2 separate regions of the Triticum aestivum genome follow, and region 1 is linked to region 2. The links are chromatin contacts, called in public Hi-C maps. All regions are on one chromosome and are shown on one strand. The core of a region is the stretch at or near the end of the contact, and the rest is flanking DNA. Distances in the headings are between cores, read along the strand shown.

Region 1 (6,765 bases), core at 2,666-5,165, 250 kb before region 2:
ATTATGTTTTTATTAATATATTTTTAGAATATTTTGAAATACAACAATAGTGAAAAAGAAAGCTAAAATGTGAAGAAACAACGAAAAAACAAGATTGACATATGCGTGACGAGTCCACATAGTTACAGGGCTGGCCCAGCAACGGCTCCCTGCAGGCGACCCTGTGCTAGGAGTTGCTGTGGGCGGACAATGCGGATTGTTCTGGGCCTCGGCTCATTTCGCGCTCTCTTTTCTCACTCGCCTTTTCTCTTGCTTGTACATCAAAATCATTAGTTAACCTTCCCATGGGCACACAAATGGCACAGTGCACGTGCATGCCACTTATCGCAACGTCAAAGTTTTCCCCTTTTTGTAGATTTGTATTTTAATGTTTTATTTCTTGAACAGTGCATCCAAATCCTATACCGTTTTCACCGTTTGATTCCTTGAGTTGAAATCTTTGAAATTAGATTGCATTTTGATAAATTTCGACAAAATTTACTTTCATGAAAAACCGGTAGAAAAAACCATAGCCGAGAAACACATATTTTTACTATTTTTTTCCTTTCCAAGAAACACAGCTGTGCTTCCCACGGAAGCAAATCTGTGCCTCGACCCGAAACAAATATGTGCCTCTCGTGCGAAAAGAATGTGTTTTTTTTTCCTTTCCAAGAGGCGCATCCCTGCCTATCGCGAACACAAACTGTTCATCCACCAGAAGCAAATCTATACCTCTTGTGCAAGCAAGAAAAAACTGGTGTTTTTCTTTTTCAAGTGGCACAGTCGTGGAGGCAAATTTGTGCCTTCAAAAGAGGCAAATACGTACCTCCTATGGAAGGAGGAAAGAATGCATATTTCTTCGCGTAAAGTTTTTTCATCGGTTCTTTCTCTACAAAATCTAAGGGAAAGCCGAGCAAAAACTGAAAAGCCAAAAAACCAACTAAACATCGAAAACAAGTATAGAAAAATAAAAAATAAAATCCAGAGGGAGCACCCAACACGTGACATGTGGCTCTCTCCCAGCCCACCAGAAGTGACCCTTGCGGGGCTCCTGCAAGTGGTACTCCTTGATTAGTTACTCCCCTTGTACGTAGGTCATTTGCGCCCATTTTGTTTGCTCGATTTTTCTGCTGCCTCTATCTTAAGAGTTTACTGATTTTGAAAAAGATTACAGACTTAGAAATGTGACGTCAAAACAAGTTTTACACATGTGAAAAGATCACGTATTTCAAAAAAGTTCATGAATTTTGAAAAACTTCTCAGAAAAAAGGGCAAAAAGTAATTAAAGGAAAATCCAAGAAAAAACTGCTAAACAAACAGATAAAAACCCAGCAGAAAAAACCCCGAACAAAAGCTAAAAAATCAACCCGCGCCAGAAAATATATATTCTACGGTGCAGTTACATGGGCCGGCCCGTTATTTCCAGCATTGGTAGCTTAAGCGCCAAATAGAAATTTGGAGAGCAACTAGTTATCGAGCGCTCCTTCGGAAGCCTCACAACGATCAGCGCCACTTGCCGCGCTCTCGGCCATTCGCGACGTGTCATGCTCTGGGCGCTCCTTCCAAATTTTGTTGTTTTATTTTTCCGCACGCGTTTTCGGCTTTTTAAACGATTTTTTTCCAGGTTTTTTCGATGTTTCGGTTTTCCACCTGTCTTCCTTAGCTTCTGGATAAAAAAATTAAAAAAAATTTCAAGAAAAAACGTGTTTTTTTTGTTTCGCGAGAGTCACGGTTTTGCTTCCACGAGAGGCACGGTTTTGCTTTTGCGAGAATCACGGCCGTGCCTCCCGGAAACAAAAAAAACGCATTTTTTGTTTTTTTTCATTCGCGAGAGGTATGGTTGTGCTTTCGCGAGAATCTCGGTCGAGCCTCTCGGAAATGAAAAAACGCGTTTTTTTTTTCTTTCGCGAAGGTCACGGTTTTACTTCCGCGAGAGGCACGGTCGTGCTTCTGCGAGAGGCACGGCCGTGCCTCTCGCAAACGAGAAAAACATGTTTTCTATTTATTTTTCTTTCACGAGAGGCACGGTTTTGCTTCCACGAGAGGCATGGTTGTGCTTTTGCGAGAAGCATGGCCATGCCTCGGAAACGAAAAAAAACGCGTTTTCTCTTTTTTTTTCCGCGAGAAGCACAGTTTTGCTTCCGCGAGAGGCACGATTGTGATTTCGTGAGAGGCACGGGCGTGCCTCTTTCGGAAAGGGAAAACACCCGTGCTCCCGGTTCGTTTTTTCGTCCGGTGTTTTTTGAGAAAAAATTTAGTCAAAACCTATTAATATAGGATCTAGGTTTGAAAATATCGACGCGAAGAATCCAACGGTGAAAGCGGTTCGAGATTTAAACGCACGGTTTAAGAGATGAAAGGGAAAACTCTCAGGTTACGACAAGTGAAGCACATGCAGCGCGCCACTTGTCGCAACCTGGTAATGTGAGAGTGATCTTTGCAATGCGTACTCCTCAATTAGTGATTTCGAGAAATTTACCTTTTTCTAAAAAAATATAGAAATCTACCTGTTTCACGTACACTAGGTCACGGAAAACCGAGCAAGTGATTTCGGCCGGCCCAAATATATTTTGGTTTTGGGAAGCTTCTAGAGGATTGCCAGCCGTTTTTTACTGGTTTTGGGAACCTTCTAGAAGTGCTGAACCGGTTGTTATTTTTCCTTTCTATTTTCCGTTTTTATTTTTCTTTATTTTTCTTTTTCTGTCCTTTTTTTTCTGTTTCTTTTATTCTTTTATTCTTTTCACTTTTTGTTTCTTTTTCTGTTTTTTCTTTTTCGAGTTAATTTTCCTTTTAAATATTTTTTGACAATTTAAAGTGTTGTTCAAATTACATAAAATGTTCCTACTTTTAAAATTTGTTCACATATTCAGAAAATGTTTCACTTTCAGAAATTGCACAGGAATTTCCAAAAATATTCCTGTTTTCAATATTTGAAAAAATGTCCAGGAATTCCAAAAATGTTCCTCCTTAAAAGATAATTCACAATTTGCAAAAATATTCATGGTTGAAAAAATGTTCAGCAATTTCCAAAAACGTTTGCGGTGTCAAAATTTGATCAGAATTTCAAAAGATGCTCACATTTTAGAAAAATGTTCAACAATTTTAGAAAATGTTCACGGTTTCAAGTTTTGTTATGAATTTCGTGTCCATTTTCTAAAAAAATGTACGCAAGTTGAAAAATGTTTGCGGTTTCAATTTTTTGATCAGAATATCTGAAATGTTTCTTTTTGCAAATATTAGTTCACAAATTAAAAAAATATCACGGTTTCAAAATTTGATCAGAATTTCAAAAGATGTTCGCATTTCATAAAAATGTTCGACAAATTTAGAAAATGTTCACGGTTTCATTTTTTGTTAGGAATTTCGTGAATTGTTCCATTTTCTAGAAAAAAATGTTCACAAGTTGAAAGAATGTTCGTTGTTTCAATTTTTTGTTTGGAATATCTGAAATGTTCCATTTTTTCAAATATTTGTAAACAAATTAAAAAAAACGCTGTTTTAAATTTGTTCAAAAGTTTTAAAAACAATTTTCGACTTTTTTGTTCACATATTCCAAATTATGTTCTTGTCTCCGAAGTTTTATTCAGTAACTCAAAAAATGGTCGAACTTTTTCAAACTATACATTTTCAAAAAAGTTACACTTACGTTGACTACAGTAACTAACTCGTGTCTAGTTCCAGTTCGCCCCAGTAACCCAGTCCGTTTATAGTTCTTTAAGCTCTCGGTCACTGTTCTGTTTACGATGCTTGTCTAGTGGGGTGGCTATGAACACGTGATGGCAGGCAGTAGGTCACCAGTTCGAATCCTGTAGTTGCTTGCGTCGTTTTGTTTTTTAGCTCTCTTTTTCGTTTCGCGGTACAGCTCGATGGGCCGGCCATGTCGGGCTGTCGCCTGTGCGTGGCACCACCAGTTTAACGCAAAGAGCGTCTAATAAGGGCTCCCCTAGGTCACTCACAACAGCATGGAGAGAGTGTTACGGCTTGTTGTCATGTCGCATGTCCTGGTTTATGGGCCAAATACAATACTGCGACTACCCTAGTGGCCCGGTACAGAATCCTATATGATGTCTGCGCACGTTGTCGAGGCTTCACTGAAGACTCCTACAGACCGACCGGTCCATGTAGCCTCTGTTAATTTTTTTAATTTTCTCTTTTCAGATTGAAATTTTTATGTTTTCTTTTTTTTTTTTGCACATTTTCTGTTTTTATACTCTTTGCATAATATGCTGAACTTATTTTTAATATACGGTGAACCATTTGTAGAAATACACACTGAACTTCATTTTGTATATGGCTAACATTTAACAAATACACATTGATCATTTTTTTAATGTATGATGTACATTTTTGTAGTATACATTGGTTTTTTTAATATACTACAGACTTTTCAATTATAAGATGTATATTTTAATACACACTGAACAAATTGCGAATATATGGTGATTTTTTTATTACACAGAACTTTTTTATAATATACATACTGAAGAATTTTTTTTAAAAATATTTCTATTTGTAATAAATTTTTAAAATGTCTAGGTCCTAAAAAACAAAAGCCAATATTTTTTGGTCTGAAAAATAGACTAAAAGAAAAAATAGAATGTAAATAAATAACCGCTCGCGAGCAGAGTGGGCAGCCCATTTTGGCCTGGCTTCGACGAAGCCTCTTCTATTTGCCTCATGCGGGCGTGTGTCGGTGTACTAAAACAAGAGTGCATTAGTCCCCTGACTTGTGCACAGGCAGTGGTAGCCTTCCCGACGCAAGCCTTGCCGGAGGATGACTCCAAACAAGATACAAGACTTGGTTGACAAAACCATGAAGTAGACATTGAAGCAGGTGATCAAGAAGTATTAAGATAGTAGTGGAGATCAGGATTCAAGTTGCCGGCAAGCTACATGCCGCCAAGAGAAGACCCGGCAAGCTCCACGCCGGCAAGCTCCCATTACCTTGTCACCGCTCCACCTCAGCGATCAGCCCGTCGCTTGTCAAATAGGTGTCGAGCGGCCACGTAGTTAGGTGAGGTTTGTCTGGGCATGTGTCAGCATGCCACCAAAGAGATCAACTTTAATGACATCCGTCCCTGGAGCATGTCAAGACAATATGAGGTAGCTGGACAAATGACACAGAAGGAGAGACCCTTCTTGCCAGAGATCATCACCAGCGCAACACCTCATAGCGCATTTAATGCTTTTGTCCTAATCCGGCAGAGTTAGGTATCATAGCACTGTAGCCACTATTCACTTCATGTAATTAGCATTTTACCATTGTGGTGACACCTTGATCTATAAAAGGAGACCCACTACTACCTTTTCAAAGGTCGAGACTTTGCTCATTTTACACGCGTAGCAACACTTCCTACACACCTTGCCGGCAAGCTGCGCTCCTTGTAATTAGAGCTCATACACTCTCAATACACTAAAGCAGGAGTAGGGTTTTACACCTCATGGTGGCCCAAACCTGGATAAATCGCATGTGTGGATCACTGACTCTGCTCTTTGTGTGTGTGGATCCCCACAATCAAAGCCCAGATCGATGTAAAATCCCTCCGTGATCGATTCCCCCTCCGGCAGAGTGCCATAAAAGGCCTCCAAATGGGATCGCAGAAGAACAGAAGCTTGCGGCAGCAGAAAAAATATTTCGGGTGGCTCTCTGGTATTTTGGGAATATTTTGGAATTTATAAAAGTGGAATTGGGTTAAACGGAGGTGCATGGGGCCCACGAGCTCAGGGGACGCACCCTATGAGCTCGCGGCTCTCTCCTATCTTTTCTAGACTCCTCTCGAACCTTCTAGGTCTCCTTTTGGTCCAAAAGAAATCACCGTAAAGTTTCATTGTCTTTGGACTTTGTTTGGTACTGATTTTCTGAAAAGCCAAAAACAAGCAAAAAAACAGAAACTGACACTAGGAACTGGGTTAATAGATTAGTTCCAAAAAATGATACTCCCTCCTTTTTTGTATACAAGGCCACTATCTCAGATTACAGGTACCAAGGTAGAATTTAATGTGTGCTTTGCCATCCAACTCTTCTTTTCGTTTACCATGAACATTAACACCCTGCGTGAAAAATCCTTCGATAATCCTACGCATTTTTCTCCCCGCGCGAACAACAAGCAAACTCCCTCACTCCCGTCAAGCCGTCTCCACCTGTAGCCCAGACTCCGATGCCACTGCCTCCACTAGCCATAGGAGAAAAGATGGGATGGACGAGGAAGGAAAAGGAGAAGAGCAGACGCAAGCAATGAATAGGAGATGACGGATGTCTAGCAGAAAGTAGCTAGCGTCATTATCACAGCATGCATGCATGCAGTAAACTGGTTTGCTCGTACGAGGAAACATTATTGTTTTTACCTCGTTTAGTGTTGGTGACCTTCAGTAGTGCAGAAAAGCCTAGTTATGGCGTGCCAAAAACAGCTTTGCTGGCGTGGAAGGTCGAAGCCACCAATATGGCGCCATTGTTAAGAAATAATGGTGGCGTTGGAGGCTAGTTAGTAGTATCCTACGTGGTGCTGGCATGCCACGTTTGCAACGCCACCACTATATTCACCCACCTAGCGACCCACAATGTAATTTGCACGCCACGAACGTTTCGTGCAGCAAAAAACGACACCGTGTAACATTTAGCATTTCACATTAAAACTAAGCACATATACAACATTACATAGTAGAACAATACCAGATAATAGAACATTATGAGTTAATATTTAAGTGGCAATCTCACAAAAAGTACGACCTCGTATTAGTTAGATCTCACTAACATTACCGGTTAATAGAACACTACGAGCTAAAACA
Region 2 (7,045 bases), core at 896-3,395:
GCGGGGGAGCGCTCCGGGGAGGCCGTCCGACGAGGAGCTCCGGCGGCGACGGCGTCCTGGCGCGGGGGCAGCGACCTCCTCCCCCGATCCCGATCCAATCGGGGAGAGAGGGGGCAGATATTTGGGGGGGGGGGGTGTGGGGGTGTCGGTGGTGAGTGGGGGAGGTTATGGGGTGCGGGGTGGGCCGCGTGGGCTGGTGGCTTGGCCCAGTTGGGCCTGTGGTCAGCTGGGCCGAAGCCCGGGGGTTTCTCTTCTTTCTTTTTTTTCTCTTTTGTATTTTCTTTTCTTTTTATTTGTTTTCTTTTCTGTTTTAAATCATTTTAAATTATCTAGGCATTTTATAAAAATATGTTTATTACACCATATTTACTTATGCAAAATATGGCACCTCCCGAACATTTTTGTTTTAAATTTTGAAAAACTTTTATTGTTGACATTAATTTGAATTTTGAAAGGGTCTGACCTAACGGTAGATTAGCAACAGTAACCATGGTGGCGTGGCACCATTAGCGTGGGATTACTGTAGCTTAGTTATCCGGGCGTTACAGACATGATCGAGGTTGGTTGTCGGAGGCGCAGTAGACGCGACCGTTGAAGTCATCGGTCCCGACTCCAAAATGGCGAGGATCAGACACGGGGTCAAGGAGGCAGCCATGGCTTCATTAGCCGGGATTGGGGATGGTGGGAAGCGGTTAGTGGCCGCGGTACGGGAGGGAGGGGGTAGCTCGGGCTGGAAGAGCAATATGAAGGAAAAATGTATTTCACATAATCCATTTTTTCAGGTGGAGTGCGCTCCAAGTGCCCACCCCAACCGCCAAATATGGAGTATCGCGAGCCGTATATAGAGTGTGTTGCATAAATTATGGTGACCAACGGCCGGATGACAACTCCACTACAATGGCCTTTTCAACCAAAATCGCCATATTGCCAGCTATTATGGCGTTCGGGCTGATATGGCGACTCTGCTAGAGTTGCTTTAGAGATATTGGTTACTAGTCTTGCCAAAGAAAAGATCAGATTTACTATAAAGATTCACCGAAAGTACAAAGCACCAAAAACATAATAAATATTACATCAAGGTCCATGGACCACCGAACGACCATTACCGCTGCCAGAATGAGCCGCCGACGGGTGGCTGTCACTGCTCCATTGCCAGAGCCGGCCTGACTGGTTAGGAACATGGTACTTTAAGAACTAAGTGGATGATCCAATTTTTTTAAAATATTGAATTTTTAGAAAACATGAACATGTTTTGAATTTTTTTCGAAAATCCAATCTTTTTTGAAAAATGCCAACATATTTGAAATAGTGATTTTTGAGAAAAAACATGATTTATTTAATTTTGAAATTCCGAAACAATTTTTCAAAATGCTAACATTTTTTGTAACCACCGAATATTTTTTGAATTTGTGAACAAAACAATTTAAAACATGAAATATATTTCGGTTTCCAAATATTTTTTGAAGAACAATTTTTTTGAAACTTCTGAATATTTTTCAAAACACAAACTATTTTTGAAAAATTGAACAACATTTAAATTTTTTAAACATTTTTGAAAACATTTAATACTTTTCAAAGAACTTTTGTAGATTGTGAAGAATTTTCGAATAATCCAAACATGTTTTTGGAAACACAAACATTTTTTGGATATTAGAACACTTTATGAAATTTGCGAACAATTTTTGAAAAACGCTAACAAATTTTAAATGTGAATAGTTTTTGAAAACATGACTTTTTTAAAGCTGTGAATATTTATTTATGAATCTTGAAAAACTTTTATATTTGGAAACATTTTAAAATGAAAAAATGAGAAAAGGAAAAAGGAAATAAAAAAACGAAAAACAATAAGGTCCAGTCATTTGCTGAGTGTCGTCGATGTGTGAGTTTGCTTGAAAAAACGACACAAAGAGCGTCATATCGGGAATTCCGTTTTGGACTGTCTCTTGAATGATGGGCTTCCTGATATGCTTCAACTACGATTTACGAATATCGAACAAAGGCCGAGCCTCCCACCGTAAGGGGATTTCCTATTGGACGTACGTTGCGTCAAAGTGTCGACCTATCGCACACCCCTCATCCGTAGTTGGGCCAACTCTTTCTCCAGTTTTCTTTTGTCTAGCGACCGGTACCGTTTCTTCTCCACCATGTTCTTCGTCACTATTCTTGCTCCTTCTCCTGCTTCTATTGATCTTTCTCTTCTCCTGCAGATCTTTCTCTTCTTCGCTAGGCTTGTAGGCGGCGAGGTGATTCTTTTCTCCTCCCTTGTGGTTTCCTATTTCCTCTCTCACAGGAAGTAACACATGGTTTGATTCATCCCTTTTTTTTTGTTGGCAGATTTGTGATAGTTTCTATAGATTGGTCAGATCCCTTAGCGCCTCTCTAGTTTCATGCTTCCCCTCATTTTTGAGGTTCCTCCCTGTGCCAATTTATCCATCATGTGATGTTTTTCTTCATGTGTACATGCCAGGTTCAGATCTAGCAGACAAGAGGTTTGATTTTGAATTCTACGGGCTGGAGGTAAAATGTTGCAACACTCTCTCTCTTTATCTTTAGCTCATATTTTAGGGCTGAACTCACTCATATGGTGTATTGTTCGGTATTTTATCAATTCGGTTTTGCTTATAGGGAAAAAAATATGTTTTGTAATAGTGTTAGTTGCAAATTAAGCAGTTGTGTTCTTGCTTAATTGTTTCATAGTGGTAGCTAGTACATGGCTGAAGCTACTTGTCTCATTTTCAACAGCACATACTATGGATGTGCGCACCCGTATTTCTTCCCAATGAAACTTTTGAGTTGAATCACCCTTATAAATGTTTTCCTCCCCTTCAATCTGTAGATCTTAACAGTCTAGTACAAATTGGCATAAATCATACCGTCGATTTTTTGAATGATTGGCATATAAAGAATGCTAGTTCTTTGCAAATTTACACATAAGTGACAGTTAGTCATAGTGGCCTGTAAATTTTGGTGAGATCCCTAGATAGCCCCAGTGAATTTGTGCACCTATATTACTTCCCACTTGAACGAAGAAAATGCAGTTTTTCACACCAACCCATTCGAGAAAAGTTGAAACCAATTTTAAATGATTCTATCTGGGTTGGCGGGCGCTTATCGCTAATTGTTGTAAGTCCGTACTCCCCATATCCTATACAGTTCTAGATACAACTTACCTAGAGTTGATTTGTTTCCCTATAGTTTGTTCTCTAAAAAATCTGCCACTTATGTTCTTTATGTATCTAGTGTATACATTATTTCTAGTGCGTCCAAGTTTAACTATATCTGATCACATCCTCCAGAGTATGTCCCAGTTGTATACAGCTTTCTCTGAATTCAATTGTAGATCTTGCTTGAGAGTGTTCTTTGAATATTCTGCAATTTTTTATACTAAAGCCTTGTATACATACTTAATGTTGTTTTCTCATTCTGTCCAAACAACTTTATTTCATCCATGAAGGGCTTTTATTCTGTAAGTTTTTCGATTTCATTTTTACCATTACTTCTACTTCTTTGTTCTCAATATGCGTTATGTTAGGTTTTTAACACACCTTATCTTTGTACTTATTCAAGTATTTCTCCTTTTCATCTCTCCGTCAAGATATCATTCCTCACCTCTGCCTGCTTGTCGCTTACAAAATGGCGAAGTTCGACCCGCACAAGGTTGACTTTGCAGGCCTTGGATGTTTCCACCAAGAAGAGTAAGAAATAGTGTTAGATGGTAAGAAATAGTGTTAGATGTCCTCAGAAAGAAAAGAAGAGTTGCCAATAGATGCTAGATTTTCTGTTAAGATGGTTTCCACTATTTTTGCTGCCGTGGCATCCCTCGAATGCACATTTACTGTGTACTAATGACATATATTTTCGCATATAAAAAGTACTGTACAATTGTGAGATGTCGTTTTCTTTGCTTTTGCTTGACTCGCCATAGTTCAGTATTGCATCACAGAAGAGAAACAAGTATGGAATAATGAACAAATTTATTTTTTCGGAAATTTGCGATTCTTCTGAACAAAATATTCATGGAGTTCTCGTTTTCTTCTGCCTTTGGCTTACATTATTGGTTGAGCGGGGATAGATTGTTGCTTCAGTTCCTTCTCTGCTTCCTCTAATATATTTAGCACTATGTAAATTATTTGCGACATAACTAGATTAGCGAACAATCTCCTATGTATTTAATAAAACATCAGCAACTTTAGGTCTATTTTATCTAATGGATAAATTCAACATCATTTCTTCCTAATGGATATATACATGCCTAGCCATCTATATTATCATGTTCAATTCTTTCCATAATAGCAATATTGGAGAATCAAAACACTAACATAACATATACGAGATAAAAATATGTGAACATATTTTGAATTCCAAGAATATTTATTCTAATTCCATGAGGATTATTTGAATGCCTTAATCATGTTCTGAATCCAGGAGCAATTTTTGTAATGATGAACATTATTTGGAATACAAGAACAACTTTTGAATTCCATGAACATTAATTCAATTGACAAACATTTTTGAATTCCATAACATTTTTTTGTTTGACTTGCACATTGTTTGGATCCACTGATTGTTTGAGTTCCAAGCACATTGTTTCAATTGATGAACAATTTTTAAATGCCTTGACATTATGAATTAGAGAACAATATTTTGAACCAATGTACATTTAAAAAAAAAATCTTAGAACATTTTTGTGTGATTTGAACAATTTTTGAATTTCAAGAGCACTTTTGAATCCAAGAATATTTTTATGCTTCAAACATTTTTTAATAGAAGAAACTTTTTATCTGAAATCCGAGGAATGTTTTCAATGCCACGAGCATTTGAATGCATGTTTTTATTATTCCAAGAATAGTTTTTGAATGTGTTAAATATTTTATGAATCGTCGAACAATTTTTGATAGTCATGAACAATTGTTTAGTCCAAGAACAATTTTAAAATTTTAAAAAATTGAATGCCATCAACATTTTTCCGATCCAAGAACACTTTTTCAAGTTCCTGGAACATTTTCTGAATCCATGAACAATTTTTCAATTCTATGAACATTTTTTGAATGGTCTGGTCAATGTTTCAATGCCTTTAACATTATTTAATCCAATAACAGTTTTTGAATGTCATGAGCATTTTTTCTCCAAGAATAAATTTAAATGTCAAGAACAATTTTTGACTTGATGAACAATCTTTTGAATGCCTTCAACTTTTTAAAATCTACTAAGAACATTTTTTGAATGCATGGAACATTTTTTTAATATATCTTCAATTCCAAGAACATATTTTCATTGTCTTGTACATTTCTTGAATCCAAGAACAATTTTTGAATGTGTTGAACTTTTTTTTACTACAAGAAGATTTTTCAATGTCAAAGAGCCAATTTTGATTTGGTGAACAATTTTTGAGTGCCTTGAACATTTTTTTCAATCCAAGAACAGTTTCCTGAATGACTCAAACATTTTTTTAATCTACGAACAACTTTTCAATTCCAAGAACAGTTTTGAATGCCTTGAACATATTTTGAATTCAAGAAAATTCTTTGAATGGCATGAATTTGAATCCAAGAACATCTCTCTTCAGTTCAAATGACAACTTTGAATTGATGAACAATTTTGAGCTGCCTTGAACTTTTTCTAAATCCAAGACCTAGCTCTGTGTTTCTTGTAGCAACGAAACAGTAGCAGGTTCCAGATTTATGTTTCTGTTCCTATTTTCGATTTCGGTCCCTGTCTTGTAGTTGTAATTCTTACAAGAAAAAACAACTTTTTTGCTAGTGAGCGTCAAAGCACTTGAAGAATTTTTTTTAGGGGTAAACACTGGAAGAAATAGGCTACTAGGTTTTGTGCAGCGAACGAGAAATAGGAGCAATAGCAGTCAAACTAGGAAACGAAACAAAAACAGGTACTGGTCGAACCAGAAAAAAGAATGAAGAAAACCAAAACTAGAAACATGAACGGAGAAAATTGGCCCACCAAGCCCGCCAGTAGGATGCTCTGTGCGAAACAGCGGCTGTTTGACACAAAGAGCGCGCTGGCCTAACCACTGGGCTAACATAAATGTACGTGTTAACTGACAACCTTTTAACCTTTTTCTTCTTACTTTTTTCGTGGAAACAGTTTTGTTCTGTTTTTCTCTTCTTTTTCATAATCAATGAACCTTTTTTCATCTTTGGTGAACTTTTTTCCAAACTAATGAAATTTCAAATTGATGATCTTTTATTTTAAAATTGATGAACTTTTTCCAATTTGTGAACTTTTCTCAAAATGATGAACTTTTTTTCCAATATTGATGAACTTTTCTTCAAAATCGATGAACATTTTTCAAATTTGTGAACATTTATTAAATCGATTAACGTTTTTTAAAGTTGATGAACTTTTTTTTCAAAATTGGCGCACTTTTTCAGATCTTGTAGACTTTTTTGAAAATTGGTGAACATTTTTTTTTGAAATCAATGTACTTTTATTTTCTGATTTTATAGACTTTTTGAAAATCGGTGAACTTTTTTCAGATTTTGTAAACCTTTTTGGAAGTTGATGAACTTTTAAAATTGGTGATTCTTTTCTAAAATCTGTGGACTTTCAGAAACATTTCACATTATTATTCAAAAGAAATCACATTTTTCTAAATGTTTTCAAATAATTCAAAAATCTACGCGGCTACAGTGTGTTTGTGTTTGTTCTTATGCTCTGTCGTGCTGCAATGTTTTGCTAGTGTGTTGTAGCTCCAGTGGTTAGCCACCCGCTTATTGGAGGTAAGGGAGCATTCTGTGATGAGGGGCCGGATTTCCGGGCGAAAGGGCCAGATGTCCGGGGCTTCGGGAGGAGCCGGATGTCCGGGGCATAGGTCCTTTGTTGATCGTGGATCTTGTATCTCCTCTCGTGTTTTAAGGATCTAGCATATGTGTGACCATATCTTGTTGGTTTGAGTGATTCTCTTGTGTTTTCCCTCGTGTTTCCCCTCGTGTTCTTCGTGTTTTTAGTTGGGATCCGCTCCTTTCATGAAAGATCGGCCGTATAGGGTTCCACCCTACATCATCTTGGTATCATGAGCCACGTTGAT

The links. A called contact is a pair of places that touch in the nucleus more often than the background predicts.
Region 1: a contact with region 2 is called in a Hi-C map of an unstated tissue, with 8 times the contacts expected there. The contact joins the enhancer-like site here to the promoter of LOC123055793 in region 2. A contact is called at or near these places in 3 of 5 Hi-C or Micro-C datasets (leaf and an unstated tissue).

What each region holds. Positions count from the first base shown.
Region 1 is chr2D:381,518,006-381,524,770 of IWGSC CS RefSeq v2.1, reverse strand. No RefSeq gene overlaps it. Among protein-coding and RNA genes, the nearest start is that of LOC123053271, 230 kb to the right of the region's middle. Within about 2 kb of position 3,915, at least 4 of the 8 cell types and tissues checked have an H3K27ac peak or open chromatin away from gene starts, as enhancers often do.
Region 2 is chr2D:381,268,342-381,275,386 of IWGSC CS RefSeq v2.1, reverse strand. LOC123055793 reads left to right here and starts at 2,145. Exons shown (of 4, transcript XM_044479648.1): 1 at 2,145-2,243; 2 at 2,335-2,517; 3 at 3,455-3,466; 4 at 3,596-3,946. The coding sequence starts at 2,145. The coding sequence ends at 3,706.